7 separate regions of the Mus musculus genome follow, and all the other regions are linked to region 1. A link is a contact called in public HiChIP or PLAC-seq data. All regions are on one chromosome and are shown on one strand. The core of a region is the stretch at or near the end of the contact, and the rest is flanking DNA. Distances in the headings are between cores, read along the strand shown. Region 1 holds the start of Jarid2 (jumonji, AT rich interactive domain 2). Region 2 has its middle 23 kb from the start of Gm20751. Region 3 has its middle 12 kb from the start of Gm2233. Region 4 has its middle 28 kb from the start of Gm2233. Region 5 overlaps Gm33489 (a long non-coding RNA gene). Region 6 has its middle 11 kb from the start of Gm33630. Region 7 has its middle 6.8 kb from the start of Gm5083.

Evidence for each region. HiChIP or PLAC-seq counts read pairs in DNA pulled down with a chosen protein or histone mark.
Region 2: an H3K4me3 HiChIP or PLAC-seq map of neural progenitor cells shows a contact between it and region 1, with 8 times the contacts expected there. The contact joins the enhancer-like site here to the promoter of Jarid2 in region 1. A contact is called at or near these places in 4 of 39 promoter capture datasets (the 3T3-L1 cell line, cranial neural crest, hippocampal neurons and 1 more), 4 of 484 Hi-C or Micro-C datasets (B cells, embryonic fibroblasts, nephron progenitors and 1 more), 23 of 115 datasets of contacts at active chromatin or transcription factors (the 230-238 cell line, T-cell acute lymphoblastic leukemia, acute myeloid leukemia and 18 more) and 2 of 9 other capture datasets (adipose tissue and liver).
Region 3: a contact with region 1 is called in an H3K27ac HiChIP or PLAC-seq map of embryonic stem cells, with 2.9 times the contacts expected there. The contact joins the enhancer-like site here to the promoter of Jarid2 in region 1. A contact is called at or near these places in 10 of 39 promoter capture datasets (the 3T3-L1 cell line, cranial neural crest, frontonasal cranial neural crest and 5 more), 1 of 484 Hi-C or Micro-C datasets (cortical neurons), 22 of 115 datasets of contacts at active chromatin or transcription factors (T-cell acute lymphoblastic leukemia, astrocytes, bone marrow-derived macrophages and 14 more) and 3 of 9 other capture datasets (adipose tissue, embryonic stem cells and pancreatic islet).
Region 4: a contact with region 1 is called in an H3K4me3 HiChIP or PLAC-seq map of bone marrow-derived macrophages, with 6 times the contacts expected there. The contact joins the enhancer-like site here to the promoter of Jarid2 in region 1. A contact is called at or near these places in 8 of 39 promoter capture datasets (the 3T3-L1 cell line, cranial neural crest, frontonasal cranial neural crest and 4 more), 2 of 484 Hi-C or Micro-C datasets (cranial neural crest and nephron progenitors), 18 of 115 datasets of contacts at active chromatin or transcription factors (T-cell acute lymphoblastic leukemia, astrocytes, bone marrow-derived macrophages and 13 more) and 1 of 9 other capture datasets (adipose tissue).
Region 5: a contact with region 1 is called in an H3K4me3 HiChIP or PLAC-seq map of forebrain, with 7 times the contacts expected there. The contact joins the enhancer-like site here to the promoter of Jarid2 in region 1. A contact is called at or near these places in 3 of 39 promoter capture datasets (cranial neural crest, second pharyngeal arch cranial neural crest and trophoblast stem cells), 3 of 484 Hi-C or Micro-C datasets (nephron progenitors and uterus), 23 of 115 datasets of contacts at active chromatin or transcription factors (T-cell acute lymphoblastic leukemia, VIP interneurons, acute myeloid leukemia and 15 more) and 1 of 9 other capture datasets (adipose tissue).
Region 6: a contact with region 1 is called in an H3K27ac HiChIP or PLAC-seq map of thymic regulatory T cells, with 4 times the contacts expected there. The contact joins the enhancer-like site here to the promoter of Jarid2 in region 1. A contact is called at or near these places in 7 of 39 promoter capture datasets (cranial neural crest, hippocampal neurons, liver and 4 more), 5 of 484 Hi-C or Micro-C datasets (Sertoli cells, cumulus cells, embryonic stem cells and 1 more), 26 of 115 datasets of contacts at active chromatin or transcription factors (T-cell acute lymphoblastic leukemia, acute myeloid leukemia, astrocytes and 17 more) and 1 of 9 other capture datasets (adipose tissue).
Region 7: an H3K4me3 HiChIP or PLAC-seq map of embryonic limb bud shows a contact between it and region 1, with 5 times the contacts expected there. The contact joins the enhancer-like site here to the promoter of Jarid2 in region 1. A contact is called at or near these places in 10 of 39 promoter capture datasets (the 3T3-L1 cell line, 3T3-L1-derived adipocytes, cranial neural crest and 6 more), 1 of 484 Hi-C or Micro-C datasets (embryonic stem cells), 17 of 115 datasets of contacts at active chromatin or transcription factors (T-cell acute lymphoblastic leukemia, acute myeloid leukemia, astrocytes and 13 more) and 3 of 9 other capture datasets (adipose tissue, liver and pancreatic islet).

The regions. Positions count from the first base shown.
Region 1 is chr13:44,728,902-44,732,899 of GRCm38.p6, forward strand. It overlaps Jarid2 (jumonji, AT rich interactive domain 2), which reads left to right and starts at 2,370. Exons shown (of 18, transcript NM_001205043.1): 1 at 2,370-3,015. The coding sequence starts at 2,971.
Region 2 is chr13:43,737,876-43,741,873 of GRCm38.p6, forward strand. No RefSeq gene overlaps it. Among named protein-coding and RNA genes, the nearest start is that of Gm20751, 23 kb to the left of the region's middle. Within about 2 kb of position 1,961, at least 27 of the 459 cell types and tissues checked have an H3K27ac peak or open chromatin away from gene starts, as enhancers often do. A contact at or near this core is called in B cells, T-cell acute lymphoblastic leukemia, bone marrow-derived macrophages and 2 more, where this site is marked.
Region 3 is chr13:43,934,952-43,938,949 of GRCm38.p6, forward strand. No RefSeq gene overlaps it. Among named protein-coding and RNA genes, the nearest start is that of Gm2233, 12 kb to the right of the region's middle. Within about 2 kb of position 1,815, at least 20 of the 459 cell types and tissues checked have an H3K27ac peak or open chromatin away from gene starts, as enhancers often do. A contact at or near this core is called in embryonic stem cells, neural stem cells and trophoblast stem cells, where this site is marked.
Region 4 is chr13:43,974,896-43,978,893 of GRCm38.p6, forward strand. No RefSeq gene overlaps it. Among named protein-coding and RNA genes, the nearest start is that of Gm2233, 28 kb to the left of the region's middle. Within about 2 kb of position 1,761, at least 9 of the 459 cell types and tissues checked have an H3K27ac peak or open chromatin away from gene starts, as enhancers often do.
Region 5 is chr13:44,025,017-44,029,014 of GRCm38.p6, forward strand. The region is part of intron 1 of Gm33489 (a long non-coding RNA gene); the gene reads right to left. Among named protein-coding and RNA genes, the nearest start is that of Gm33489, 18 kb to the right of the region's middle. Within about 2 kb of position 2,060, at least 29 of the 459 cell types and tissues checked have an H3K27ac peak or open chromatin away from gene starts, as enhancers often do. A contact at or near this core is called in embryonic limb bud, forebrain and uterus, where this site is marked.
Region 6 is chr13:44,087,342-44,091,339 of GRCm38.p6, forward strand. No RefSeq gene overlaps it. Among named protein-coding and RNA genes, the nearest start is that of Gm33630, 11 kb to the right of the region's middle. Within about 2 kb of position 2,295, at least 10 of the 459 cell types and tissues checked have an H3K27ac peak or open chromatin away from gene starts, as enhancers often do. A contact at or near this core is called in thymic regulatory T cells, where this site is marked.
Region 7 is chr13:44,112,395-44,116,392 of GRCm38.p6, forward strand. No RefSeq gene overlaps it. Among named protein-coding and RNA genes, the nearest start is that of Gm5083, 6.8 kb to the right of the region's middle. Within about 2 kb of position 2,212, at least 1 of the 459 cell types and tissues checked has an H3K27ac peak or open chromatin away from gene starts, as enhancers often do. A contact at or near this core is called in embryonic limb bud, where this site is marked.

The sequences.
Region 1 (3,998 bases), core at 1,120-3,619:
ACAGATATGACATTACATTTGCACAAAGCTGTTTAAAATAATAACGACGTGGAGAAACAGACACCTCTAGTGTACAGGTCGTAATGATCCGAATGGGTTTGGAAAGCACCTTGTGTCAAGACGACCATAAAGTCACTTGGGTGGTCAAAACTGAACTGTAAAATAGAAATGTATTCGATCATTCCAACCAAACGGAAACAGTGAACAATTTGTGCATTATTTAAGACACACAGGCAATTAATTTTTCTGCTTGTAAAATGAACATGAGTTTTAGAAACTTAAAAAATAAGACAAATAATGAGGTATAACTTTTTAAAAATAAGGGTGTCTTATGTCAACTCATGAAACAGTCCAATAACCTGCATGGTTCTAAACTAGGGTTTTGTTACTTTATAATCCTCTCCATAAGCTTTGGCCGGAATCAACTTGCAGATGTGGAAACTGAGCAGCTTAGGAAAGCCATCGCTCAACTTGTCTGAAGTGGCCACTGTGACCTCTGAATCCATAGGTGTTAACTCGCTTTTTTAGAACCTTCTAGACACCATGACTAAGTTGCCCTGTTGCGACTAACAGTGGAATGGTCGTGACTCGGGAGTGCTTGTTTTGGGAACCGACTGCCCGGGAGGAGAGAGAGGAAGAAGCCAATGTGTGTCTGCAGGTGGATGGGAGAGGCTCCAAGCCTTTTCGCTTCCCTGAGGCTAGCCAGTCAGATTTGAAAAGCAGGACCTTGAAGACCATAGGTTAGAACCAGGAAATTAGCGCCGAGGCTGGGAGCCGTGCTAAAGTTCCTGCGAATGCCCCCGAGAGCGACAGCAGGGCCTGCGATCCATTGATCTGAGCGACTGGCGAGCCTGGGCAGGGCAGGGGCTGGGGCAGGTAAGGCTGCGGGGCACAGACCATTGGGCTCTCGGGCACTCAGTGTTCGAGACGCTTCCTTACGGGCTGCCTGTGTTGGGGGGTCGGTCTCCATTTTTCCGTTCACGGTTTCACCTCGGCGTTGGGAGTCTCGGTCGCGGACAGCCCTAGTCCTGAGGGTAAAGACCCCCTTCACCGTCTCCAGGGACGGCGGGGCTTCACCTCGGAGCCACCGGCGACGGCCTAGGGTCGCGTCGGCCCCGGGGACAGGGGCGGGCACGCGGGCCGGCGACCACGAGGCCGCGAGCTTTCGCCGGGAGGCTGCCCCAGCCGCGTCTGCCTCGCGCGTGGGGTCGCGTGCGGCCGCGGGCCGGCTTGGAGCCGTGACCTCGGACCACCCCGGCGGCCGAGCGGCCGCCCGCTTGCTCGGCACACGGGCGCTTGTCCTGAGGTGACACCGCCGGCAACGGCTGAAGCAAGCGGGCGCTGCCGATCAGCGAGTTCGCACCGAGCGAGGATCCCTCTTGGTGCGTGGCCCAGTTTGGCTGAGGACCCGCTCCAACCCCTCGCTGACACCGCCCCCCGCCGCCGCCGCCGCCACGCTCCGAGGCCTTTCCCCCGGGAAGCCTGGCGGCTTGCCCTCGCGGGCCCGCGGGCGCGCTCTCGCGCGCCGATTCCTCGATTCCACAGGCGGTTCGCGCCCGGGGTGGGGGCGGGGCGGGGCGCGCGGGGCCGGGCCGAGCCGGGCCGGGCCGGGAGGGCGGCCCCCGCGGGGAGGGGACTGGGGGGCGGGGCCGGCGTGGGGAGTTCCTCGCTCCCGGACCACACGCTCCGCGGGCCAATCCCGAGCCAGCCTCTAGCAGTGTCGCACGCGGGACACGTCCAAGCGTTTGTTGGCAGGGCCCGGGGAAGGGGGAGGGGGAAGCGATCGGGGAAAAGGGAGTTGAGTGACAGGAGGCGTGGGGCACGCTGGGAATTGTAGTTCTTCGCTTCCGTGGCCATAGCCATTTTGTAGTCAAGGGACTACAACTTCCAGAAGATCAAGGGGACTATTCTAAGGTGCCCCGGGAATAGGCGGCTCTCCCCCGGGCCGGGCGTCCTGGGGCACTGGTACCCAGCTGCCCGGCTGCAGGTAGACGTGAGGGCAGTGGCGAAGGTTTGCATGCGGCGACTGTTGGGTGAGCGGACTGCGGGTGGGGGGGGGGGGGGGGAAGGGGCTGAGGTGGAGCGACCGAGCGTGCCATGCATTGAGCTAGGGAGCCTCTCTCAATTCCACGACTGGGCTCGGCGTGGGAGAGGCGCCTGACGGGCGGCCCGCAGAGGCTTCGTGGAGGCCTTTCCGGGGTCTCGTCGACGGGGCTGCGGGAGTTCTCCGCACCGGGCCGGGGCTTGTGGGCAGAGGTTAGGCAGGCGTGCGGGGGGCTCAGCTGTGGGAGTTTTCGGCTGGCGGGAGGTGGCGAATTAGCCGAGGAGCCCTAACTTGTATAAAAGCAGAGTCCATTTAAAGTTGGGCTGGCTAGCCTCTCTCTCATTGGTTAAGGGGCTTGGAAAAAAGAGACTCGGCGAGCCCTCCGCTGTGGTGCTGCCGCCGCCACCGCCGCCGCTGGAGTTGACTCTTCTGCTCGCACTGCTGCTGCAGCACAAACGTGACTTCCAACATTTTAAATTTATCTTTTCCTTTTTTCTTCTTCAAGATGTAACTACAGATCAGATACTAAGGACCTTCACGTTTCGCTGATGTAGTTTTTGGAAGAAAAAGGGGGGGAGTGAAGGGCGTCGGTTTTTTTTTTTTTCTTCTTTTTTTTTCTTTTCTTTTTTTGTGTCTGTTGTATGTTTCGGGGGAAATTTTCCATTATGAGTGTTTTACTAAAGTGAATTTTTCTTGTTTGCTTCGCTCGTCTTTGGCTCTTTTTATATTTTTTCTTTTATCCTTCTCAATTTCGGATTTATTTCAAGGCGAATCTGGTTTTGGGGGAAGAGGAAGAAAAGTCGGATTACAAGATCAACCACCACCAACAACAATAAAAACCACCAGGATATTTTTTTGCAAATTTCTGACGGCTTTAAATTCATGAAGCAATTGTCCCCTTTTGCAATCAGCATTTGGATCTCAGAATGAGCAAGGAAAGACCCAAGAGGAATATCATTCAGAAGAAATACGTAAGTGCTCTTAACAACACATCCTTTGGCTTGCAGTTTTAAGCGATGGTTGTGAATGTCAAGTTTATAGATAATTCTGCAGCTGAAAGGTTTTAAACAGCGTCCGATAAAGCTCTTTCTTTTCCGAAAGGGCTTTTCAGGCAAAGTCGTGTCTGCCTAGTTTGGTTGAGAAAACAGACTGGTGTAGAGATACCTCAAGTATATAAATTGACCTCGAATGACACAACGTTGATGTAGTTTTGGTGAAAGGCAAGGGGTTTTGGTGGAGGTTGGGGTTCTGTGTGTGGGGGCCCCCGCAGTGATCTAACTGCATTCTCGGGCGGATTTGGTCCCATATTGCACTTTGCATACAAATGAGCCTGTTATTAGTGTTATTTGGAAAATCGTGTAAGGTATGTGTGTTGGAAGCTAAGTTGCAATCCAGAGTACGATTATGGCGATCTTCTAGCACTGGCACATCATTTAATATATGTGGCCCTTTTGGCTTATCTAGCTTGCAACATGACCCAGTTGGGAATCATGTTACTGGGAATGCATTTATTGGTATTGACTTTTATAAAGAGGCTGGTTTTGGTTCTAAAGATTCATGGTTTCTAGTTTGAGGGGAAAAACATAGCTCATGTAAAAGTATATGTGTGCCTGAGTGAATGCATGTTAATACGAATAATTTCTCCCTGAAAACTGGGTTTCTGAGATTGGGTTGTGATGGTTAGGTTTGTTTTGTGCACAGTATAGCAGCGTCTTGCTTGGCATAGGGAGTGTTTTTGTTTTGTGTAGTGGCTTTTTTTTTTTTTTTTTTTTTTTTGTAAGTTTGGGGGGAGGGAGTAGAGAGGGAAACCAGGGGATTAACCAAATATGCACTCGAGTGATCCGGTGGTTAGCTGCGTATGCTTTAGAGCAAAGTACACTTTTTTCCCCCAGAAAAAAAAAAGGCCCTTGAAGATAAATAAAGAACAATGCGACCCTATGAGAAAGTTTTATTT
Region 2 (3,998 bases), core at 711-3,210, 990 kb before region 1:
CCAGAATTTGAAGAGTTAGGAAATGCTAAGCTATTCGCACTGCAATATGGGAACGCACTGCATTATGGGAATGCACTGCCTTTGCCCTATAGGGTTGTTCTCCAGATGGATCATGTTGGTCACATAGTACAAAGCCAAACACTGTAAGCTGTTACACTGAGACAGAAAGCTACACTGTTATCCTGTAGATATTTGATTGTGTAGATTTCCCAGATGAAATCAGGGAAGACATGTATTTCTGTATTATTTCTTGCCATCAGGACACTTGAGATTTAGGGTGGTAAAGTGGCTCATTTATTCTGTTGACAGACAGTGTCCCTGTGTAGCTTAGGCAGTCCTCAGACTCACCTCTGCCTCCCCGCTCTTCTGACCACCAGCATCCCCCTCCACACATGGGCGGAGACAGGGTAGTCCATAGAGTAACATGACAAGGTTGCAGGACCTGGAAGAGGCTTAGAGTTTTACATTTAGTTTGGTGCTCTCTCCTGCATAAAATTATCTCATCTCAAAGACTTCTGTAGACTTTCAGCAAATCTAAATAACAAGCGTGTCATAGCGCAGTTAGAACCAGCGAGGAATACAAAATGCACAGAGGACACTTCGTCCTTCTGTTATCCAGGTCGCAAAAAATAAGCACAAGTCTCAGCCCACAAACTGCACGGCAGTCACGGGATAATGGCATTCCAGCTTTCCACTGGAATTTTTTCTTTAAAAAATTTTGTATGTATGTATGTATGTATGTATGTATGTATTTAGAGTCTGTGTGTGTGTGTGAATGCCCTTGTACGTGCACCAAGTAAGTGCAGAGCCAATGGAGGTCAAGAGAGGGCATCAGATCTCCTAGAACTGGGATCAACAACAACAACAACAACAACAACAACAACAACTGGTTCCGGAAAAGGGAAATTGGGGATTAAAGAAACTCTGCTTAGCAGCTCCATAAACGCTTGCTTCTAAGCATCTACAGGGATTGCAGCAACTGCCTGATGTTCCCAGAGGGCAGCGTTTCTGTCACTCCTTAGCTCTCTGATGAGCTGCTAAAGAAAAGAGCCCCAGACACAGGGTCTTCATCCTGCCGTCCCCAAACACACAGAAACGCAATCGTTCCCCACTGTGTCTAAGGATGCCAGACAAAAGCGAGGGGCTTTGTACAGTGTATATTTCTTTTTTTCTCATTTGAAGATTCTGTCATTTTCTTTTGATATTCAAATTTGAATTTCCGTGCAGTTGATTGTCTCCAGAGTCAGGGATAGAAGACCAGCATGCAGTCGCAGACTCGGGTTGAGAGCACTGAGCAGAACTTCCGTGAGGAACAACTCTGCCGACTTAGAGCACGTCTCACTTCCACTCATCAACAACTTTCCTAAAAGAAAGGTCACTGTGACTATGCCACCACACAGCACACCCTATGTACACTTCATGAGGCCTCTTGTTCTAGGGGAAGAAAAATGGCTTCCCCCAAACAGAGCTGGCTCATACTTTAAAAATAAAAATAAAAAACCCATTTTATTTTGCTATTAGTTGATTCCTTAAGGTAATGGAGCTAAGAAGAGCTGATCTCACCTTCTTCTATTGGTCTTTCTTTCAGGATGCTTTGAGTTATGTTCTTATTCACTTTTATCTGTGCTACAAATATTCTGGAAAGAGAGAGAGAGAGAGAGACAGAGAGACAGAGAGACAGAGACAGAGACAGAGTCACACAGACACACAGAGAGACAGAGAGAGAGACAGAGAGAAAGAGAGAGCATGAAAAGAGAAATTACACAGGTCCCCCAACATACAACTCCCTACAATGTCCCCTCTCTACAATGTACCCCCAAATCTATCTTTCTTTCTCCAGCACAGTTGATCACTGGCTAAAATTGTGAGCCCCTCCCCCAGTCTCAGGACCCAGTACAAAGCAGCTGTTCTTAGGGTTCTGTGGCAAATCTAGAGCTGTGTGGCGCTTTCCTGCCACCTAGCGGTGGTGTAGTGAAACAGAGCCTGCAGATCGAGCCAAACAAAGCAAGCCAAACATACTGAGCAAGCCTGTTCAAAAGCGAGCCCTGTTGGTCTGTGCGGCTTAGATCGGTATTAAATGGTGACTTTCGAACTTGTAGGTTTTCTCTTCTAGAAGCCAAGGTTCCCATTTATGAAAGTGGGTTGTCATCCAGTAGTATTACAACGACAAAGCTCAAATTTGGTCACTCTTAAAAGTTGAGAAGGTGAAGGACAGTGCAGGCCAGACGTCAACATTTTGGAAATGAGCCTTTGTAATGGTAACTAACCACGTGCCGGATGAGGGAACCGAAGACCAAGGCGTTGACAGCTGTTTCAAGTTCAAATCATTAGTGAGCACTGCTGGCATGGTTGGAATGCGGGGGCTCGTTTCTTCCTTCCCTGACAAGAGCAACTTGAGGAAGAGGGGCTTTTTATTTTGGCTCAGAGTCCATCATGGCGGGAAAAGCCATGACAGCCAGAAAGTGAAGCAGCTGGTCACGCTGCATCTGCCATCAGGAGTCGGACAGTGACAGATGCCGATGCTCTGCTCACTCTCTCCTTTTTATCCCGGGACCCTGGTTCACGGAGTGGCACAGCCCATACTTACAATGGGCCTTCCCACCTCAGCTAACCGAATAAAGAGTTTCCCTCACAAATAGGCCCAGAGGTTTGTTAAGAATCAACATTAACTTTCCCTTTTACCAGATGTCAACCTGGAGGAGGGTCCTGCAAAGGGTCAATTATTGTGATAGTTCAAGCAAAGGTTACTGCTGTTAAGACCTAGTTTTTGTGTGTGTGTGTATATATATATACACACACATATATATTCATGCATATGCAAACAAAACAGCTATATGCAAATATATGCAAATAACACACACACATACACACACGTTTTCATGTAACCCTGGCTGGCCTAGAATTCACTCTGTAGGTCAGACTGTCCTGAAACCTAATGAGGATCCCCCCCCTTTCTCAGTCTCTCTAAGTTTAAGTGACCGCACTAGGGTTGAATCTGAAGGATTTGGAGCTAAGTTCCCAGAAACAGGACTGGCTATCCTCTCCTTCAAACACATTCTTTTCTCCAGACAGCACATGCTTGTCAGATAGCAGCTGAACCAGAGGGAAGGGTCTGTGAGAGGGACCGGCAGGGATGCTGATCTACATGGGAAGAGCTATCCAAAGAAGCAGACCAACTGCAGCCTCATTAACAGTGTTCCTCACCCTGGGGGATGGGCAGAAACTATTCTCATGATGTAGACATGTGACCCAAACACAGGGAAATAAAGACCCTCCCTGTTGTCTTTGTTGTAGATCCTATGGGGGAAATCTGTAAATTTGTTCCTAGAGCAATCCTTTCAAATGTGTAAAAGGACATAGAAGTATAAAGGACATGCAAATAAAGTTAGTAAGTTTATATATATATATTATATATATACATACACACAAATACACACACACACATATATGTGTGTGTGTGTATATAATTGTATGTGTATTTAGTTCTGCCTGAAAAACAAAATCCACAGACGCAGAGGTGCAATATTTAGCAATAATTTCCCATGGTTCTAAGTGCTGAAGTCTGATGTCAAGTGCCAGCAGATTCATTTCCTGCTGAGAGCCCTCTTCCTGCCTTCAGAAGGCTGCCTCGTATCTGACCCCATCCTTACTCTTCAAACAGAGGGCAGGTCAGGAGTTTCTTCATCCTTACAGGGGCTGCACCCTCTTGGGGGGAGGTCTTATCTAAATCTTATCTAATCATCTCTCAAAAACACTAGGGTTAGCTTTTCAACAGAGGAATCTTGAGTAGCGGGCAGGCTAGTGATGAGACACATTTCAGCCAATGACAATAACAGCGCACTGAACAACTAGTTCTAGTTTCTGGATGCCCTGTCCATGGACCTTGGCTTAATGAATCCCTGTAGCAGTGACTCTAAGAAAATTCAGTAGTGTATAGTCACTGAACTAAATCATCTCCTAGAACATGCCCAGAGAAGCAACCCTGGCTATACAAGTAA
Region 3 (3,998 bases), core at 565-3,064, 790 kb before region 1:
TGTGCACTCTGATGTGTGCATTAAGGACTTGAAGCTGGAGACTGCGTGTCCTGGCTCCTCTTCTGTGTTGGTAAAATGACTCCATATGTACTTGAGTTAAGTTGATGGGCATTTTCCACATTCTAATCCTCATGGCCTTGGGGACACCACTTGTACATGCCATACTTTCACAGTGTTGCTTTGATGACTGTGACATCGCCCCTGTTTTTGTCTTCCTTTCCTCTGGTGCACAGTAGACCTGAAAAGGCAATAGCTGAATGCTTGAAGTGGGACAGGCACATGTTCCACTTCATGAATGGGCATGGCAAAATTCTGGGGGGTGGATATTATGCCATCAGCTAGCCAGCACCATCTCTTCTGCTGAGTCTCAACCAACATCCCCACAGCATTCAGATGGGAGCCCATCTTAACTCTGCTTCAAGGGCCGACTGGATGCAGGAGCTGAGAGCCAGTTCAAACACCACATGGACTTTGGGATAGCGTGTTTTCTTTGAGTGCAAGCCAGCCAAGACTGTGGCCTCACATAATTCTTCTGCTGGTGTGGAATAGCAAGCGCCACTGGAAGATGATTCATGAGGAGACATTTGCCAAGTTTTTGCCTGGGATTGAATGGGGGAAAAAAAAAAAAGGATTCCAGAAGTGCACACGGAAGCCACATAGAGCGAAAGTTCTATCTTTAGTTTGGGAATCTACATTCATTACTTCTCTCACTTGGCTGGCACGTGGCTGAGGCTCTAGCCACCGAGTACTCGTGCTCTGAGATGTTTGACTATGCATCAGGGTCTGGTACATAATTTTAGCTAATACTTGTTTTATGTTCTTTAGTTTATAAAGTGCTTTGCCTACACCTTCTAGCTGCTTATTCATTATGAGTGCACATGCCAACATTAACCGACAGGAAAATGATATCTTTGCAAGGGGCACATGGGCCATGCATACATGAGCCACTGAACTCGGGCCCTCTAGGTGATGTTATAGGGAGTTGCCTTCCCACAGGCGTCCTCTGATACCAACTGGTTATCCTACAAGTCCAGGCTGATGCCAGTGAACTAGAGCCAGCTTCCATCCCACAAGTTCAGCAGTCACATCCCAAATAACACCTTTGTCTGAAATGATGACAGTTTTGGAGGATTCCCCCCAACTCTCAACAATTCAACTAGTCATGAGACTAGTTGACTAGGTGACTCCTGTAACCTGAGAAAGAGCTATTCTTACTGTTCGTTTTTCTATCTATCTATCTATCTGTCTGTCTGTCTGTCTGTCTGTCTATCTATCTATCTATCTATCTATCTATCTATCTATCTATCTATCTATGTGCATGTGTATATGTGCATGTGTCATGGCACACACATGGAGGTCCCAGACACCAAGTCAGTCCCAGTCCTCTCCTTCCTACTATGTCTCTCCTGGGGATCAAACTTGGGTCTTGGGGCAGAATTGCAAGCACTTTCACCCACAGAGCCATCTCTCCTGCCCTCTTGCTGTTATTACTTACTTACAGAGCAGGCAAATGCTAACCCAGATGAAGAATTTCACAAGGTGAGGTCTGGGACTGGCGGCTTGGTGTCCAGCTCTTCACAGACTCCATGAATGTTTTCCAGCACAAGGCTATGTGCCACAGCTGGGAACCTGCCTGAGCCTCCATGTGCTGGGAATTTGTATCGGGGTTTCATTATATAGGCATAATTGATTTAATCACAGGCGATTAGAATTGCATTCAATCTCCAGTCTCTCTCCCCTCTCAGGACATTGAGAGGTGGGGCTGGAATTCCAAAGTTCTAACCCTGTGGGGGGTCTGGGGAGGGGGGGACTGGGATTACCGGATGCTGTCTGAGAGCTCTGTATAATGAGTCATTTCATTAGCATATGCCCAGCTATGATAGAAAGGGGCCCTTGTTATGAACAACAAAAGAATTAGACATGTGTCACTTTGAAAGATCCAAGAGTTTTTGAAGCTCTGTTCTAGGAACTGGGGATAAAGAACAGAAATATTCTTTGTTATATTACAATTCCCTGTAGTAGGTAGACTGTATGCGCAGCCAGTGCCTTTCTCCTTTGTAAATACAACCTGCTCTGTCAAGAGGTGGCTCTCTCCCTCATCTCTTAAATATGACTCTTTTTTTTTTTAATGCCTATGTCCAAATCTGAAAATAGATAGAGGCGGCCAAGTTTTTAGGCTGTTCAAGTTAGGTGTTTATATGCCCAGGAATTACATTAAGCAAGACAGTAAAGACAGAGAAACCATCTTGGATGCTTCAAGTCCTGACAGTGCCCACTGGAGATGGCTGTCCCCTTTCTTGTAGTTGAAGAGTCTCCCGGCTGAGCCAAACACTTCATGGCATCCCAACAAGCAATAAACTGAGCAGAGCAGTTTCTTACATGTTGCAGATAGCTCTCTGAGAATTTTGTATTGGGTGACAAGACCTCACAAAAATAATCTCAGATACATCTCAGGTATGCAGAATTCTATTATATACAGAAGAATGTTAAGGTTAAATTCAGTATTTAAAAAAGGAACCAAAAGGCACATGTCCTGTCTTGAGAACTACAACAATGGACCCGACTCACTTGGACAGTGGTTCATCAGCATTTCTTCTGTATGTCTTCCTGTCACAGGCTCTGAGCCCTCTGCCTTGCTTCTTTTGTGAGTCTAATTCAGAGACTGCCAAATAGGGAAACTCTTTTATAGGGTAGAGAGATGGCTTAGCGGTTATGAGCACAAACTGCTCTTTCTGGTCACCTGTGTATGTTTCCTTTGGTTCCCAACACTCTCATCAAGAAGCTCACAACCATCTGTAACTCTGACATCTCTGGCCCACTGGTCACCAACACACACACACACACACACACACACACACACACACACACTAAAATAATCCCCTTTTAAAAGAAAGAAACTTCCTCCTAAACATTTAGGTAAGGATTTACATATGAAAGCTCATCTTGGTACTAATTATAATCACACTTTCAATGCCTATGTTATTTAGGACAAAATACAGTTTATGTCTAAAGACCCAAATGTGTACTAGTATTTATCAAGAAACTTTTAAGCCAATTTTTTTAAATGAAGATATTTGCACTCTCAAATTCAAGAGGTGAGAAGTTGGCCAACAGGGCAGATCAGCAGATGCCATTTCTTGGGGATCCATGCTGCCTTCTTTAGCGCTCTGCTGGATTCCATGTCTCTGGAAGATGGGAAAGGCCCCCAGAGGAGCTCTTGTGTAATATTTTCCGCCAAGTCTGGAAGCAATCTACAACACTTCCATTTTCCATGGAGAACGCAGCCATGTCGCCACACCTGGAAGTCACTGACTGGGTAGCCCGTGTACCCACGCTCTCACTAACTGGGTAGCCGGTGTGCCTATGATCATTTTATTATTATGGAAGCTACATATGCAGCTTCCAAATCACTAAAGGAAAACAAAGAACAAGGTTTATAGATAATTAAAAAATATGTGTCACGAACATGTGGCAGTCCCCTAAACCACAAAGGCAACTTAGGAAAATTGTCATTGCAAGATACAACCGACCAAGAGCTGAGACATTGTAACAACTGGGTCAGCTGTCAACACGTCTGTTTGGTGCATGCTTTGGCTTAGAAGCCTGTGAAGTTGTCAATCGTACCTTGGAGACCTTCTCTTTTCCTGGTGTCTGTCTTCCATTAGAAATGGAGACTAAGAGTGGAAAGAAAGATCCCAAAGAGATGTGGTATAACTGGCTCACAGCCAGTCACAACTCACCTGCTAGTGACTTTGAAAGGACTCCTTACCATAAGTGTGGGGAGCCATTTCCTCGTGGGGAGCAACTTCCCAGCAGCCCTGCCTCACCCAGGCATCCTCACCAGCTAACTTGCGAGGGAAAGACTCACATTCCTCTTGTTGTTTTGTGTACCTCATGAATTGACACACATCAAATGGACACCTTGGATTCAGCGGCGTACACTTAAACGTTTAAGGAGTGTTTAAGGGTTCCGTTTTCAGCAGACAGCACGCACATCA
Region 4 (3,998 bases), core at 511-3,010, 750 kb before region 1:
TTAAACTGCCCATCTTGCTGTAACACAGGAGGTTAAAATACCAAAACAAACAATAACAACAACAAAAACCCAACAAAACAATGAAAATTGCCCCATTAACATAGAAGGTTAAAGTACAAACAAAAACAAACAAAAAACCCAAACAACAAAACAAAACAAAAAACCCCAAACAAAACAACAACAACACCCTTCTTCAACTATAACACAAAAGCAAAATTGCAGGAACATTCTGAGGTACTGAGAAAGGGTCTTTCAAGAACCTTGAGAAACTCTAACTCCCTGACAGACTTGTGAAGTTTGGAGGACTTTGGGCCCACAGAGTTCTGCCAGAGAGTTCTTAAAACAAAAAGCTAAAACCCAAACCCATCCCCCACCATCCACCCCAACATACAACTTGCCACTTAAAAAAAAAAAAACAAAAAACAAAACAACAACAACAAAACAGCCCATGGCCAGCTTCCCAATGCACGGAGTTTCCATTCACAGGAACGGAAAACTGAGGAAGGAAAGTCAGCCACGGGGAGGCTCTGTGTTAGGCAAACGTACCAAATCAGAGGACGTAGGAGCTGCCTGCAATGTAACCAGCCAAGTTAAACATGACTTGATTAGAGCCGATCTTCGGGGATCAAGTTAGTAGTAATTGTGCGTTGTTTAGCTTGGCCAATTAAAGGCCAACCTCTCCTCTAAATTGGCTGTTTTCACAGCAGTTACGTCTTCGCATCCATAAATGTCTTTTTTCCAGCTCGCCGTTTTTTAATTTAGATATTTGATTATTTTGCGGATGTATGTGCACACAGACCCAGGCCTAAATACTTGCACATAATACAAAATTAATGTGTGTTTGTGTTGGGTGAAATAATTAGCTTCTTATTACCGTGGGGAGGCTCTAACATGGCCAATAATTCTTCAAGTTCTAGAGAGGATGTCTAAGCGAAGCTGAGTCCTAGAAACTGACTGTTACCCATGTGGTAAGAAAAAAGTGACCTGAACAAAGAGGGCTCTGTCTGCTGTGTAGTGAAACCAAGGAGGCAGATTAAGTCTTCTATCTACCAACTACGGAGGCATCCTCAACGTCACCACGAGTCGAGTCACTTTTCACCAGGTGCTTGCTCACTCTATGTGACTGCCTAGATTTGTGACTGGTGAGTCTGGCCAATAGGCTGGATATTATCCTGGAGAGAATAACTAGCTGCTCCCAAGGAGAAAGCAAGAAACCCAGGTTGTAGGCAGTGAACACAGGCAGACTAGTGAAAGCCAGAGCCGCTACTCAGCTTTCTGTATTGGTCTCAAAGTGGTGATACCGTGTTAGGATTTGGGACACACAACAGTGGAGAAAAGAGCAGAGGCTGACACAGCACTCTGAAGGGAATCTGATGAGCTTAGGAAAAGAAAAGAAAAGAAAAGAAAAGAGAAGGGAAGGGAAGGGAAAGGAGGGGAGGGGAGGGGAGGGGAGGGGAGGGGAGGGGAGGGGAGGGGAGGGGAGGGGAGGGGAGGGGAGGGGAGGGGAGGGGAGGGGAGGGGAGGGGAGGAAGGGAAGGGAAGGGAAGGGAAGGGAAGGGAAGGGAAGGGAAGGGAAGGTTTTCTGGGAGACTCGAAACAGGGACTTAGGCAGCTTTGGTTAAGCATGGACTCCTCAGTCCTCACCAAAAGGTTAGGAAAAGCAGGATAAAAGCCTGGCCCTTCTGTCCCCGTTCTGTCTCTGTCCTTGGGCAGAGGACACAGGCATGCTTCATTGTCCTTCACAATGTCCTTTCTTTGTGAATTATCTCAAACACCAGAGAGAACAGGAGCCTCACAGGACCGGCCCCTCCCCTTAGTTGATGAGGATTCTCGATTCTCGGTGAAGGCAAGACAATGCAGGCAGTTTCACAACTTATGGGATTGCCTCGTAGAGTAAACAAGGCCTGAGACCCTGATGGCTCAAAGATGGGCTGGACCCCACTTCGGTGAGGACTGCTTAGTTGTGATACCTCCTGTTCTTTCCTTAGACCTAAACCTCACACCAGTCACCCAAGGCTGACTTAGAGAACTGCCTTTTGTCACTGGACCGACCCCTTTACTTGCTTCAACAGACATACTGAATACATCTTTCTCTGTTTTTGCAATTATCCAGTCTCGTTGATTGGTACATTGGGATGAATGGCTGAGCCTGGCTCCTTGGTGTGGCCAAAGCCTGAGGTTTTAGCCTAAAAACTGTACTGACAAACCCATAAAAGGATAAATAAAAGGACAAAAGAATGGCTAAAACGACAGAATGCTCCACAACTGAAGGAAATGACTGAGTCTGTTTTGTTTTGTTTTTTTGTTTTTAAAAGGCAGCATCAGGCATTCAGAACTCAAGGAGATGGAATCCTTAGCATGGCACCTGATTTCTCCCATAGAGGGATAAGATTTTGAAGGGTGGTGATGAGAACGGAGGGTAAAGAAGGGGGGTCAAGCCTCCTCAGTGGGGACATATACAGCATTACTGGGGTAAACAGGAGGGAGGGAGGGAGGCATTCTATCTGCTTCCAGGCAGAGCCTACTGCTCTTCCATTCCACCCAGCCTTTCTTTGGGCATGGGAGAAAGCATTCTCCAAATAAGAAGCTATTTTTATTGGCCACGATGTGGCATGTCATTAGCCAATACAGTCCTGGTTGTTGACTGGAACATTTCACACTCACAAATAGGTTTGTGTTAATTTGGTTTCTCATAGTTTGGGCTCATTTTCTGTTCTTTCCATGTCTGGGTTGGCCTTTCTTCTTAGACTTGGGGAAAGAACAAAAGTGCCATCAGGCCTGTCTGCTTGGATTCTAAACAGAGTTCATGTAGATAGAGATCCAGCCCAGCCCCCATATACACATTGTGTTTGGGAGAATGAAGACCAACTGAAAGTGAGCTTTGCAGGTAATTTCTCTATGGATATATTTGTGGATCTAGTGGGAAGGTAAAGCTGTTTCAAGACAGAATTGGTACATTCTAAAAGCTTTCTGGCATAACACCATCATGATTCCCAAATTATCCCTGATGATCCTTTGACTTCTGCCCCGTCTACTGTCTCCAACAAACATACATTATACAATCTAGTTTTTCACACTATAACCTTCCGCACACTGTAGTCTCCCACCCCCAAAAGATTTTCTGTTTATTAATCAAGCTAGACTGTTAGCCCAAAAAAAGAATCTAACCAAAAGAATCTAATCATAAAACCATAAGACATGTTACCTAATCAGCATTTTAAACACACTTGTTGGTTCCTGATGATTTATAAGATTCTGTGAGAGTGAGGTGACCAAAATGTGGAAGACTTGGCCACTCCTTTTCTACCACCATTTCAACTCCCTAACAGTAGCCCTGAAAAAAAAATCAGGGATCAATAAGGAGGCAATGTTATTGTGAGACTATTTCCTGCTGATTAGGGGTGTTGAGTTCCTTGGGGCAAGTTTGATCTTTGCTGTCAGGACATTTAATATCTTATTATGTTTCTTCTTTGAGTACAACCACTTAACAAACAGGGACTAACAGCAACCAACAACCCTTCCCACCACTTGAGGTTCTAGAATTTATATACCCTCTGAAAAGTCCTCAGAACTCCAAACGTCACACAATTGACAAAATGATCTGCAGCTGGCAAAACCACACCTCTGCTAGAGCACGAGGCAAATCATAATTAGCTGATGCAGACAATCTGAAGCAGCCCTACATCCCACACCTGGAATATTCTTACATCATATAATACAATATAATATAATGTGTAATATATAAGAATATAACATATTTTTATAATAGTTCCATGTTTTTAAAAAGTAACCAAATTCTCAGTACACATTGTCCCATCCTTTATGCTGATGTTTCTGTATCCAGAGGACTTGCTGGCTCTGGTGACAGTATTAACATGTTTTCTGGGACTAGGCAGGGCTCGCTCAGGAACTCAGGTGACACCTCTTTTCATTTACCATCCGGAGTTTTCATTTGAGACAGCTGGTAGGTATCTTTAGCTCAAAGATTAAGACTGCAA
Region 5 (3,998 bases), core at 810-3,309, 700 kb before region 1:
TAAGAGAGCTGGCTGTACATGCACGAAGACCTGAGCTTGAAGCACTGGCACCCATGTACCAAGCTGGGCATGATCTCCAAGTCTGTAATCTCAGGGATCAGGGTTTGGACAGAGGTAGGCAGATATTGGATGCATGCGGCCAGTCAGTCTAGCCAAAGCAGAGATATTTCAGGTTAGTGAAAGAAAGACAGTAGATATCAGAGATGAGAGAGAGAGAGAGAGCGAGAGAGAGAATCTTGCTAAAATTGCCAGTCCCTACAAGGACCGTGTAGATCAAGATTAATGAGTGTGTAGGAGGCAGAGTAAGGAGTGTGGTTATGGTCATGGTCTCTGACATATAGTCTCATTCCTCTGCTGTTGCTGTACCTGACAGCCACAGACCAGTTCATTTATAAAGCATAGAAGGTTATTTGGCTCATCATTCAGGAGGCTGAGAAGTCCAAGAGAAGCATAAATCTGGTGTCTGGTGTAGTTACCTTTTCCATCCTAACAAGATAGTGAGTCACGGGACAAGATTTGGATCTCTTCTTTTCAAGTCATTATTGCCCCCAATGGGACCCCACCCCACATGGCCTCATCTGATGCTAAGTACTTCCCAGAGTGTGGTATCAGGACCTCTGAAACCCATGACATCACATATAGGTGACAGTGAGGCTCGTATACCTGTTGCCAAGGCAACAGCCACCATATTCCCAGAATCCACTTGGCTCACCTCCCCCACCTTTACCTGTGTCTACATCACTACCCACATATAAAGGAAGGTCCCTCTGATCTCTCTCTCTCTTTCTCTTTCTCTCTCTTTCTTTCTCTTTTTCTCTCTTCCCCCACTTCTCTTTCTGCCACCACCTTGCCCTTTTCTCTCTCAATAAACCTCACGTGGAACTGTTTGGTTTGGTATGGTCTTTCTGGAGCCGCAGGACAATCACAACACAAAGACTCGCAAGTTCAAACTCCATTAAAGCTGTGAGTTTGGGCAGTAAGTGCCCTTCGGATGAAATATGGGGAAGGGGGACACTTAAATCACCCCCCTTTTCTGTCAGCATCTCTCTCTCTCTCTCTCTCTCTCTCTCTCTCTCTCACACACACACACACACACACACACACACCTTGAGCTAAAATATCACAGTTGGATCGCAAACAGAAGATCTTAGCCGTTTAGAGGGAAGTCCTTAGAGACCACACACCCTCTGACTTGTTTTACTAATTAAAAAAAAAAAAAAAGTGTTGGCAGGAGCAGTTGAAGACTCCTAGACAAGGAAACTGCCTCAGTCTTAGCATGTCAGAAGAGATGAGGCAAATCCTAGGGTCTGTCCCAGGAGAAAGCAAGGGCTACGGGTTTGTATTCCTGTGAGCTAGGCTGGGAGCCTGTGTAGGAAGAAGAAACATAACATTTGCTCCTCACTCCTCACGCTCGTCAGAGGTGGGCAATTCCTGAGCACTTGAGAATGGGCGGAACATCGACATGGTGGACATATCCTGCTTGGGGGAGGGGGCAGAAGTTATCTAAATTGACATGCTTTCCTGCGATTGCTTGTGGAAAACAATCACTTTTTGATGAGCCAGCAGCCTTATGAGAAGAAATTTATAGAGACCATTCCGGAGGGGAGGAGAGACACCCCCCTCCCAACCCAGCAGCATGGAACTGCGCAAGGAAATATTGCTTTCGAAACAACAACAACAAAACAATAAACTTTCTCCTGTGCTTTATATGTTGAAAGGGTTTGACTGTAAATCTTGGCTCTGACAGCTATCCTGGATCCGTCTGAGAGGCAGCCCACAGATTCAACAGGGCGAGAGAAAAACACTAAATCATAATCGCCTCATAAAAGCCAAGCCTGTTTTTCTGAGCGCTTGAGAACTGGTATAGCCTTTCAAAATATCATAAATCTATTGTGCTCGCTCCTATTTTACTTAACGGCCAATTAATGTTAGTGTTTAAGAGAATTAAAGCCAGGGCTGAGAACGGGGTGAGAGCAGGAGGAAAATGTCTTTAAACACGGGCTAGTGTGTAGACTGAACCGCACACCAAGCCCTCATTACAGATAGGCTCATTAAAATACTCTGCAGAGCCTGCCACCGCTGCTGCCGCGCACACCCGTCGGTGTGATCTTGCCCTCATTAGCATCCTGAAAAGGGAAAACATTTTGCAGCACAGTCTTCAGTCGGTTTTGATGTCCAACAGGATGACATCGGAATCGGATATGCTGGCTGAGGGTCTCTTTCCTTTCCTGGAGGTTCCCCCATGAGTGGAGGAATCGAGTCCCTGAAATGGTCAACAATACCATCTCATGGGGCAGTAACTTAGACATTAAATAAGGCTGACAGCCTGGCCAACACCACCAACACCATCACTAGACGCCAACACAGTCATGACCTTTGTCACACATTCTCCAGTGAAGACAATGCAAGCCCCTACTTGTCATTAGGGGTTCACCTGTCACCTGTCATTCTTACACCAGGGTTTTTTAGTACTGGTCTAAGTTCCAAGCAAAGGTTGAGGCAGTAGGTATGGGGACTTCTGGCTGAGGGACTGCTGGGTGGTGGGACTGCTGGGCAGAGCATAAATGTGAATACAAAATGATGCCGTTGGGTGCTGCCAAGTCCCAACTCAATGTTCTGCGTGGTGGTAACCGAAGACTTTATGTTAAACACCTGGACTCTGGCAGCCCTGAGAGGATAGGCTTAGCCACCTGTTCCAGGCTGCTGATTACAGAAATGAGCATGGCTGGGGGAACTGCTCAGCTGATAACTCCGGGTGTTCCATTGCTACTACCAAGTAAACTGAGTGCTTTTACCGGCACTAGGGAGGTGCAAGCATAACACCTATCCTCTAGGCTTGACCAATGTTTGTATGAGTCCTGTGTCACAAACAGGTTTCGGGGTCAGCTCTATTATTGTTAAAATTCGAGAGAACTCAGAATAAAAGGTTACAGAAGCAAATGCAGAACCAAAGAGGCACAAAATGGAGTGAGTTTGGCCAGTGACAAGTGCCTTCCTTTATGACTTCAGACGTGCCCACTCTTTGGGTCTTCATTCTTGGCACTAGAAAACGAAGATTACATGGGCCATCAGTCCATTCTAAAATTGCGCAGAATGATACTTTTATGGTATAGAAACTCCTCTGTAGTGAGATGATGCCCGTTTGTTATACCAGCAAGGGTGCCTGGGTAAGTGCAGTCTATTAGGACAACTCTGTAGTCATTAGAATAGACGACAACCAAGACGAATCAAGCAATAAGCCAGTGTGGCCACATCAGGATGAGATTACAAAACAGGAGCCATGGTTCATGAGGCTTGTCAGTGTAACCCTGAGCAAAGGCTTATGCAGGTGTGTGTGGGGGGCGGGGGTGGGGGGGGGTGTCGCAGAGAGCCCAACATGACTAAATAGTCCTCTAACTGCAAGAATGATAAAATTCTTACCTTCAGTTACTCTTCATTATTTTAAAGGGAGAAAAAAATCTGCAGTACACATTTAATTAGAAATTAAAAGTGAGCCACAAATGCCACGGAGGGGAATATCATTGGAATAGGAGAGTAGCTCACGTCTCCTGCATACTTTGGGGTTCAAGTTTAACGAATGGAAGTGAAAGCTGATCACTTGGCTAGTCATAGTAAACACGCCCCATCTCTCTTGGACTTCACTCCATCTCTCCTTAGCACACATAGCTGTACTTGTCAGGCCCAACCATTAAGTGCAGAAAACTCCAGTACAGTCATACATATGCCTTGCATTCTGGTTATAATGAGTAAGGGGTTGCATGTCCAGTACACAGAACTCAACCAATGCATGCTACTATCCCCCACCTCCATTAGAGAACCCGTTTTATGACTATACTTCGACAAAACTAGACAGCCATATTCTATGACCACCTTCCCCCCACCGCAACATCTTCATCCTCGGATGCCCTTGAAGGAGGCAAGATGTATAAAAGGAAAGAAGAGCAGGAGAGAAGAGCATCTATGTAAACAATAAGGATCTTGATAATGAATAAATACAT
Region 6 (3,998 bases), core at 1,045-3,544, 640 kb before region 1:
TAAACTAGTAAAGAAAGCTGGCCTTGCTTCTTGCCCACCTCCCTAGGTCTCCCCCCCCCCCCCCCCCACCAAGTTTGAGTTTTACATAAATACTTGTGATTAAGCCATCTCTGAGCTCTGTATAAGGCAGCAGCCAGCAGGAGTGTTCTCTCTGAGGTTACCTATTTTGGGAGGCTCTCTCTCAGCTATGCTCCAACCCCATTTTCCTGAACTGTCCCTCACAGCACGCCCCATTTTGTACTGGATTGCTCTTTGCTTGCCTTCCCCTGTCTCATCTGACTGACAGTGCCTGAATCTTACAGGGAACCAGTAGAAGACTGATGAGAAGATAAACAGGGTATTTTTTTTTTTTGTCTTGACACCATGTTTTTGTTTGTTTGTTTCTCAAAGATTCCAACAAAAGGATCGCCCAGGTACATCAAAAGCAGGAATTTCTCTGTAGGTGGCTGCTATTTTTCAGATTTTAAAATCTGTTTTTTTTATCCTTCCTGATCTATTTCTATCTATTGCTTTGTAGCAAGTTCTTTCAGTTATTAAGAATTGGGTGGTGAGCAGCGCTCAGACACCTTTTCCCAGCACTAAGGGCACAGCTGAGGTCTCCTGCAGGGCTGAGCTCGCTGAGCTGGGGTAAGAAGATGGACTACAGTTCTTCACCATTTTCCTCCTCGAGGTTACCCATCATCACCTCTTAACCTACAAAGCCTTTGCTTGTTCTGAGAGAGGTTTTATTGGAGGGCAATCCCTGGTCCGCAAGTGTTTACCATGCCTTAGTTCTGTCACACTTACTGCTGTGCCAAATCAAGTCTTGCGGCCAAGTTCAGCTGCAAAGGGACCACACAAACACATCTCACATTCTGTGGCACCTCTTGTCCTTGCTAAACACATCTCTGTCTCACGTTCAGATTGAACTTCCTTACCTTGACTTGTTAAACAACAGGAGTAGCCGGATGCCCAGTGCCCCAGCATGGTACAAACTAGAATCCTTGCTTCAAGAAGTGTATATTTGATGCTGTACTAAAAGAGCAAGAAATCACAAGCTTCAAATGGTCTGTGCATCTCACGTAAATAGGAGCTGCTCTGGTGTCTGAAGCAAACACAGATTGATTCGTGGTCTCTGTAGAGAAGTCAGTTATTGATTGATGCCAAATCTATGTGGAGGATGCCACCAGTTTTCAGCAAATAAGGTGCCCTGAGGATAAAACCTAGTTCCAGTCCTCATGCATGGCTGGCTATTTGTCGTGACTATCAGAAACTATACAGCCACTTTCTCTTAACTCACCTAAATGATCATCCAAAAAAATGTCACCAATAAGTGATAGTAGCATCAATTAAAATAGTGTCTCTTATAATGAGGATGTCATACAGCCCACACCAGTGACAAACTCTGCATGTAGCTGAAGATCACTTTGAGCTCTTGATCCTCCTTCTTCTCTCTCTGACCTCGGGGGTTACAGGCATGTACCAGCACCAAAGTGGTACATGTGGTTTATGTGGTACTGGGCATCAAAGTCATGATCTCAGGCATGCAAGACAAGCGCTCTACCAACTGCACTACACCCCCAGCCTCTAATGAGCATCTCTTAAGCAGCAACAGCAATCTAGAAGTCAGGCAGATTTGCAGGCTCTGCCTATGCTCATTGATTAAGAATCTCAGGGTGTGCTTTAGCAGGCAATGCTGAGGTGCTGTGCGTACTTCTGAGAACCAGTACATAGGTCTGTGGTTTTCACAGAGGTGACTCAGATGAAGCAGGAACATGTTGAGCATACCTTATCTAAAATGCATGGGCCGGAAGCCTTTCAGATTTGAAATTTTTGTAAGATTTTGGAATATTTACAGATTCATAATGAGGTATCCTGGGGACGAGACTTCATTTATGTTTCATGTATACCTTATACCCATAGCCTAAAGGTAATTGCATTAGACATTTTCAGTACACCTTTATTTGCAATGCCACATGTCATATGAGACCAGTTGTGGGATTTTTTTTCCCACTCACAGTGCCGGTGTCAGCATTGAGAGTGGTTTGGCTATGGGAGGATAGTATATTTTTAATTTTGAGATGGGGAACGTTCAGTCTGTGGCTCACAGGCCTGTCTTCTGATAAATTTTACAGCATCCACCCTAGCAAGCAGGGAGAAGCCAAAGGGGATGGTTTTGTAAACATGTTCCAGAGGGAAGAAAATTCCCCAGCTAATGGCTGTAATTTAGACTTGGTGTGTTGTGTGCACTCATCGAGATGCGCTGATTCTCTTCTATAGAAATCATCTCGTTTCTGAGCTCTCGGTTTCAAATAACCACAAGCAAAGCACGGTAGTGAAGGATTTACTTCTGCATGCTTCCAGGCAGAGACAGCAGATGAGATACAGGAAACTTGAATCAGAGAGACAGTGATCACACATATTTGAAGAAACTTTCATCTCCAACTCTGGGTTAGAATAATAAAAAACTTCTTCATTTTGGAATGCCAGGTCATCTGGTAAAAGGCCTGACTGATGCCATTTTTATTTTATTGACCAAATTGATAAACTGGTTTCTATATCTCATAGGTGTAAATATATTCCAGTGAAATCTTTAGGGTTAACAGTGGTGGTGTGGGTATTCGATCACTAAAGGGTTCTTGTCCTGTGGATTTTGTTTTTGTTTTTGTTTTTTATAACTAAATAGATGTAATTTAGAAGTAGAGATTACATCTTATGTGGTCATCTCTCTGATTCAATGATAGCATATATTCAAACTTATACCAATGAAATAATAATTGTGTAAAAAAATTCTATGTTCATCTCCTCATAATTTATTATATGAAAAACTACAGACAATCCAAGTATTCAATAATGCCGGGTTATTTTTAAAGACTGTATTCACATATAGCTGAATAATCTAAGAATTTTGAAACTGTAGCTCATCAGAATCATAGAAGAAATGTATTTGCTTACCATACAAATCATTAGAAGAAAGTTTCAAAACACTAGGTCCACTGACTTTCATGCAGGAGGACAGCTATTAAAACGGAAGCTAACAAATATCAATAAAGCTGTGAAAAATAGAATTTTTATGCACTGCTGAAAATGTAGAATACTGCAGCTTCTATGGAAAACAGAATGGCATTTGCTCAAAATAGAATCATGGATTTGCCGTAGAGTATCGCAAAGAATGTGATCCTAGAGTTCAGCTCCTAGCTACATCCACAAGGAACCAGAAGCAGGGGCACAAACAGATGTTCTTACACCATCGTCCAGGGTAGCAATCATCTTGGTAGCCCTAAAGTAGACAACCTTAATGTCTACTGACTGACAAACAGATAAACAAAACGTGGGCCATGGACACAATGGGATACTACTCAGACCAAAAGATGAGCATTATTGTGGTCCATATTATAATAACATAGCTGAATCTGGAAAACATCATGCTACAGCGAAGACAGAAGGGCGAATTACGATGACTGATTCATGGAGGTGAGAAGCAGCAATTACTAAGGTTTGGTGGAGAGGAGAAGGGACAGGTAACATTTAATGAGTGCTGCTAGCATCTGAGTTGATAAAAAACATCCTGGAAATACACAGTGGTAGTGAGTCTATGGCCTTGTGAATGAATGTACTTAAGGCCACTACATTATATACTTAAAATGCCTAAAGAGGCAAATTTTGTTTGGCATTCTGTATAATACCATTTGTGTATATTTAACAAACAATAAAGAGAAAAAACTTAAATCTATAATATGGTAATATATTTCTTATACGATATTCCTTTGTAGGCAATACCATTGGCTTAATACATTAAGTCTTTCACATCTGTGGTGGATTAAAACTGTTGATTGGCAAATTCTAATAAAAGTTCTGAAAAACAGCATGTAAAGGTTATTTTTTTTCTGTTTTCATCTCCCACAATAATATAGTAGAATGATTATGAATAAAGCATTTACATCACATTGGGTATTATGAGTAACTAAAGCTGACTTGAAGTCTCCAGGTGGATGAGGGTAGCGTCTATGTATATACCA
Region 7 (3,998 bases), core at 962-3,461, 620 kb before region 1:
CATGATGCTACCGAAATTTCATATTCCAAGTGAGTTTTTAATTGTGGTTCTCTGCATTGATGGAAATCGCACTGTTCGGTTGTCTCCATCCTTTATAGGTGAGCACAGACTCAGCTCACTGACAGCATTCCCCACTGGCTGTGTAGAGCCTGCTGTATCTGGTATTCTCTCCATTTTACTCACTGGGTTCATTGTGTTTTGTTCTCTGTCTTCATTGATAAGCCTTGCCAGAGATTTAGCTGCTCTCGTGGTCTTCCCGAAGAACCTTCTCTAGCCTGGATTGCCCCTCCTCAATGGCTCGTGTTTTCCAGTTCGTTTCTTCCATCTCAGCTTCTGGATCCTCATCCCTCTCTGGCTTCTCAGCTTCTTCTTGTCATCCTTTTTCCAGTGTTTGCAGGCAGACACTCAGAACGTTCGCTTTTAGCCTTTCTTCATTCATGATGGGAAGAATGGAAGGATAAGGAGTGCACAGAAACAAAGGGGCATGTGAGATTCCCCTTAGTGAGGAACTCTAAAACTTTCAGAAAAGCTTTCTGAAACAAGTTCCTTACACAGGATGGAGAATCAAGGCCATCTGTGGGCTTCTCTACAGCCACGCTGGAGGTGAGATGGTTAAAGCAATGCCTCAGAAGAACAGAGACGAACTACTCAACTGCAAATTCTGTTCCCACAGAAAGATCAATCAAATGTGAAGGTTAAACGGAGACATCTTGAAATACGCAAGGCCTAGAATGTCATATTCACCGCCTCCATGGGCTCTTCTACCACACAGTGCTCTTCCTTCCTCAGTAAACCCATGGTGTCCAGGAATAGAGAGTCTCTGGCAGAGAATAGTGAAAGCAGTCTCCGAGATGCTGAAGCAGACACCTGTGTTAGGATGCAGATAGCTGGGGAATCTGATAGGAATGTTATTGTAGGGACATAGAAGATGGGACAAATAGAGAAACAAAGCTATTGCTTTTGTTTGTTCCGTAATTCCCAGAAAAACAAAGAGTTGTGAAAGAAAGAAAATCAAACCATAGACCAGGTGCTACTGCTGCTGTGAACAAAGCTTTTACAGTTGTAATACAAACATCTAATCATAATATAATCAGGTATTTTCATATAGCTCCGTGAGGAGAACGTGGGAAAGAGGAGTGTCTATAGTTATATATAGAAGAAGTGGATAGCTATGACGTTTTCTGTGCAAGAGTTCTTATGTATATTTAAAAATACACATAAGAAAGTTGACCGTTACTATCAAACAACAAAAACAAAAACAAAAACAAAACAGTAAGTAATAAGAATGTTCCTTGGAAAGTAGAAGTAAATGCAGGAATTGATACTAAAATGATTTAAATTGCCTCAGAATTATGGAATTCAGGCATAGAAAGGGCAGGAAAAGGGGATTTTTTTCATAGATTTTTTTCATACATTTTGTAATGCTATTTGATAGAGTGAATTCTATGTGTGTGTGTATATATATGTATATATATTATTATTCTGTATATACACATACATTGTATATATTATATATAATATTATGTAATATATAATTATATAATTATAATATACTATATAATTAATTATATAATTATAATATTATATGATATATTATGTATTATATGTATTATTCTGATTATACCATAATCTATCTATCTAGATACATTTGAATAGTCTTTTGTTTCTTTTTAACATTTTTCCTTTGTCTTTTTTAATTAAACTGCCATCTCAATCCCTCCTCCTTCCCTTTCTTTCCTCCAATCCTTCCTCTGAAATTCAGTCTCTTTTTCTTTAAATATATATGTATATAATATATATTATATATACATGTATATTTATATAGTCATGTAGATATGTGCTTCAAAATATAAGTGCAACCTGATGAATCTGTTTGTGTGTGTGTTGCCTTCAGTTTTTTGTCTACAGTTGGGGCCCTGTGAGACTTGCTCCCCTTAAACGTTAGCATGTCTATTGGTTTTGTCATTATTCAGATCTTATTTAGGCCCCAGTACTGTTGAGGTACCATGGTTGTAGCTCCCCTATCATTTCTACAAGCAGAATCATCTCACAGCAGACTTCCAGATCCTCTGGCTCCTACCATCTTTCTTCCTGTCTTCCATGATGTTTCCTGAGCCTTTGGTACCAGAGTTGCATTGTAGACCTATCCACTGGGGCTGTGCACCTCATTAACAGGTTTTTTTTTTTTTTTTATTGAACAGCTGTGTTTTTCTGTAATGGTCTCCATCTGTTGCAAAGAGAAGCTTCTTTGAAGAGGGGTGAGAGCTACATTTACCTGTGTGTAAGACGATAAATATCCAGAATGAAGTTAAGAATTGTGAGTGTTTACTAAAGTGGTAATTATAAACCTCCTACAAGGTTTATAGCCTCACTAGCCCCAGTAGTTAGCTAGGTTTCCAGGACCAGTCATGATTTCTGCTGAGCAAGCCTAAAATCCAATTAGACAGCTATTCCTTACCACCAGGATATGAGAGGGCTGTGTGTTCTCTGTAAAACAATCAGTAGGATGTTCAAGATGGTGGCAGCCATCACAAGATCCCATGCATCTGCAGACTGCAACCCCCAGAATGCCCCCGGGTGTGTGCTCAGATGAAAACTTTGGATTGGAGTGTAGACCAGTGTTGTCCATTTGTTCAGTAGAAGTGAATATGGCGTTCTGTCTATCAGGGACGGCACTCCATGGATCTGAGGCCTGTGCATACATTCCCCTCCCACTTTCATGTTCACAAAGATGGGCAGTGACTGTGCACGAAACTGCTGATGTGAACTGACCAGCCAATTTCCAGACAACATAGATGGAAGTTGCTCCAATGAACCATTTCTAAACAGGTCCACCTCTCCCGTATCCTTTACTTTTCTGTTACCTCTGGTGGGTGATGGGCTAAAAGGGTGGTTAGAGCATTAAAGAACCATTGTTAAAAATAGGTTTTAAAAAAAATCAAAGTTATACCTTCTAATTGAGTCTTCCCTGGTTTGCCCTTTTCTCGAACATCCTCAGGATCGGGTTTGTCCTTTGGTTTATAGGAATTAAGTGCACATCTTGTTCATGTTTGCTAGGGCACAACCTCTAAAGACAGTGTGGTGCCCCCTAAAGCATGAGGGACACAGCTCCTTTTTCAGAGTCCCTTCATGGTGCAATGCTTTCCAAGTGCCTCTTTCACCCTGACCGTGAGCACACTCATCACCAGTATGCATGCACTGTTACACCTGCTGCAGGGGAACCTGGATGGGAAATGTTTGGAAGCTGCTAGTTTGGGGAAACAAACAGCAGACAGACCTTTTTCATAATTTGTAATATCTAATACTTTGTCAGATGTGCTTGTCTGTGAACTCTATCAGCTAGATACATCGTAAGGTACTGCACTTGTCAAATAAGGCATCGCTATCCCTAAGAAAACAGCCTTGACAAATGGCTGAAAGGAAACAGCACAAAGCCCGGTGATCTGAAAGGAACACAGTGAGGGAAAAGCCAAAGGGGGTGGGGGGAGTGAGGAGGACATTGATGTTCTCGGCCCAGGCAGAGCTGTTTTCTTCTTCTTCTTAAATAAAAGACAAGTATATGATCTTCATAAGATGAGAATATGATCTTTATGAACCCTGTAAGATTTCACATTGTCTGATGTTTTTCTTTCTTTCGTTCTTTCTTTCTTTTTTTAAAGTTATTTTTAAGCTCACAAAGGTATTGTGGGGCCCTTATGAAAGTTTCAAACAATGCAGAATTTTCAAAGCGAGAAGTGACTGTCGTCCTTTATCCTTCACTACTATCCTTCTCTCCCTGGCTCTTTTTTGAATTTCTGTGTACCACGTGTGTGCTTTCATGCCTGTAAGAACACACAGAGATTTGTCTTGGGTAAAAACAAGATATATGTAGAGAGAGAGATATAGATAGATGGATATAGATTTGATATAACTATAGATTATAGAGATCACTTAGAGCTTTATTGAATGTTATCTAACTGGTAGTTTTATATGTCATGAAAAGAGAGGATAGTATAAGG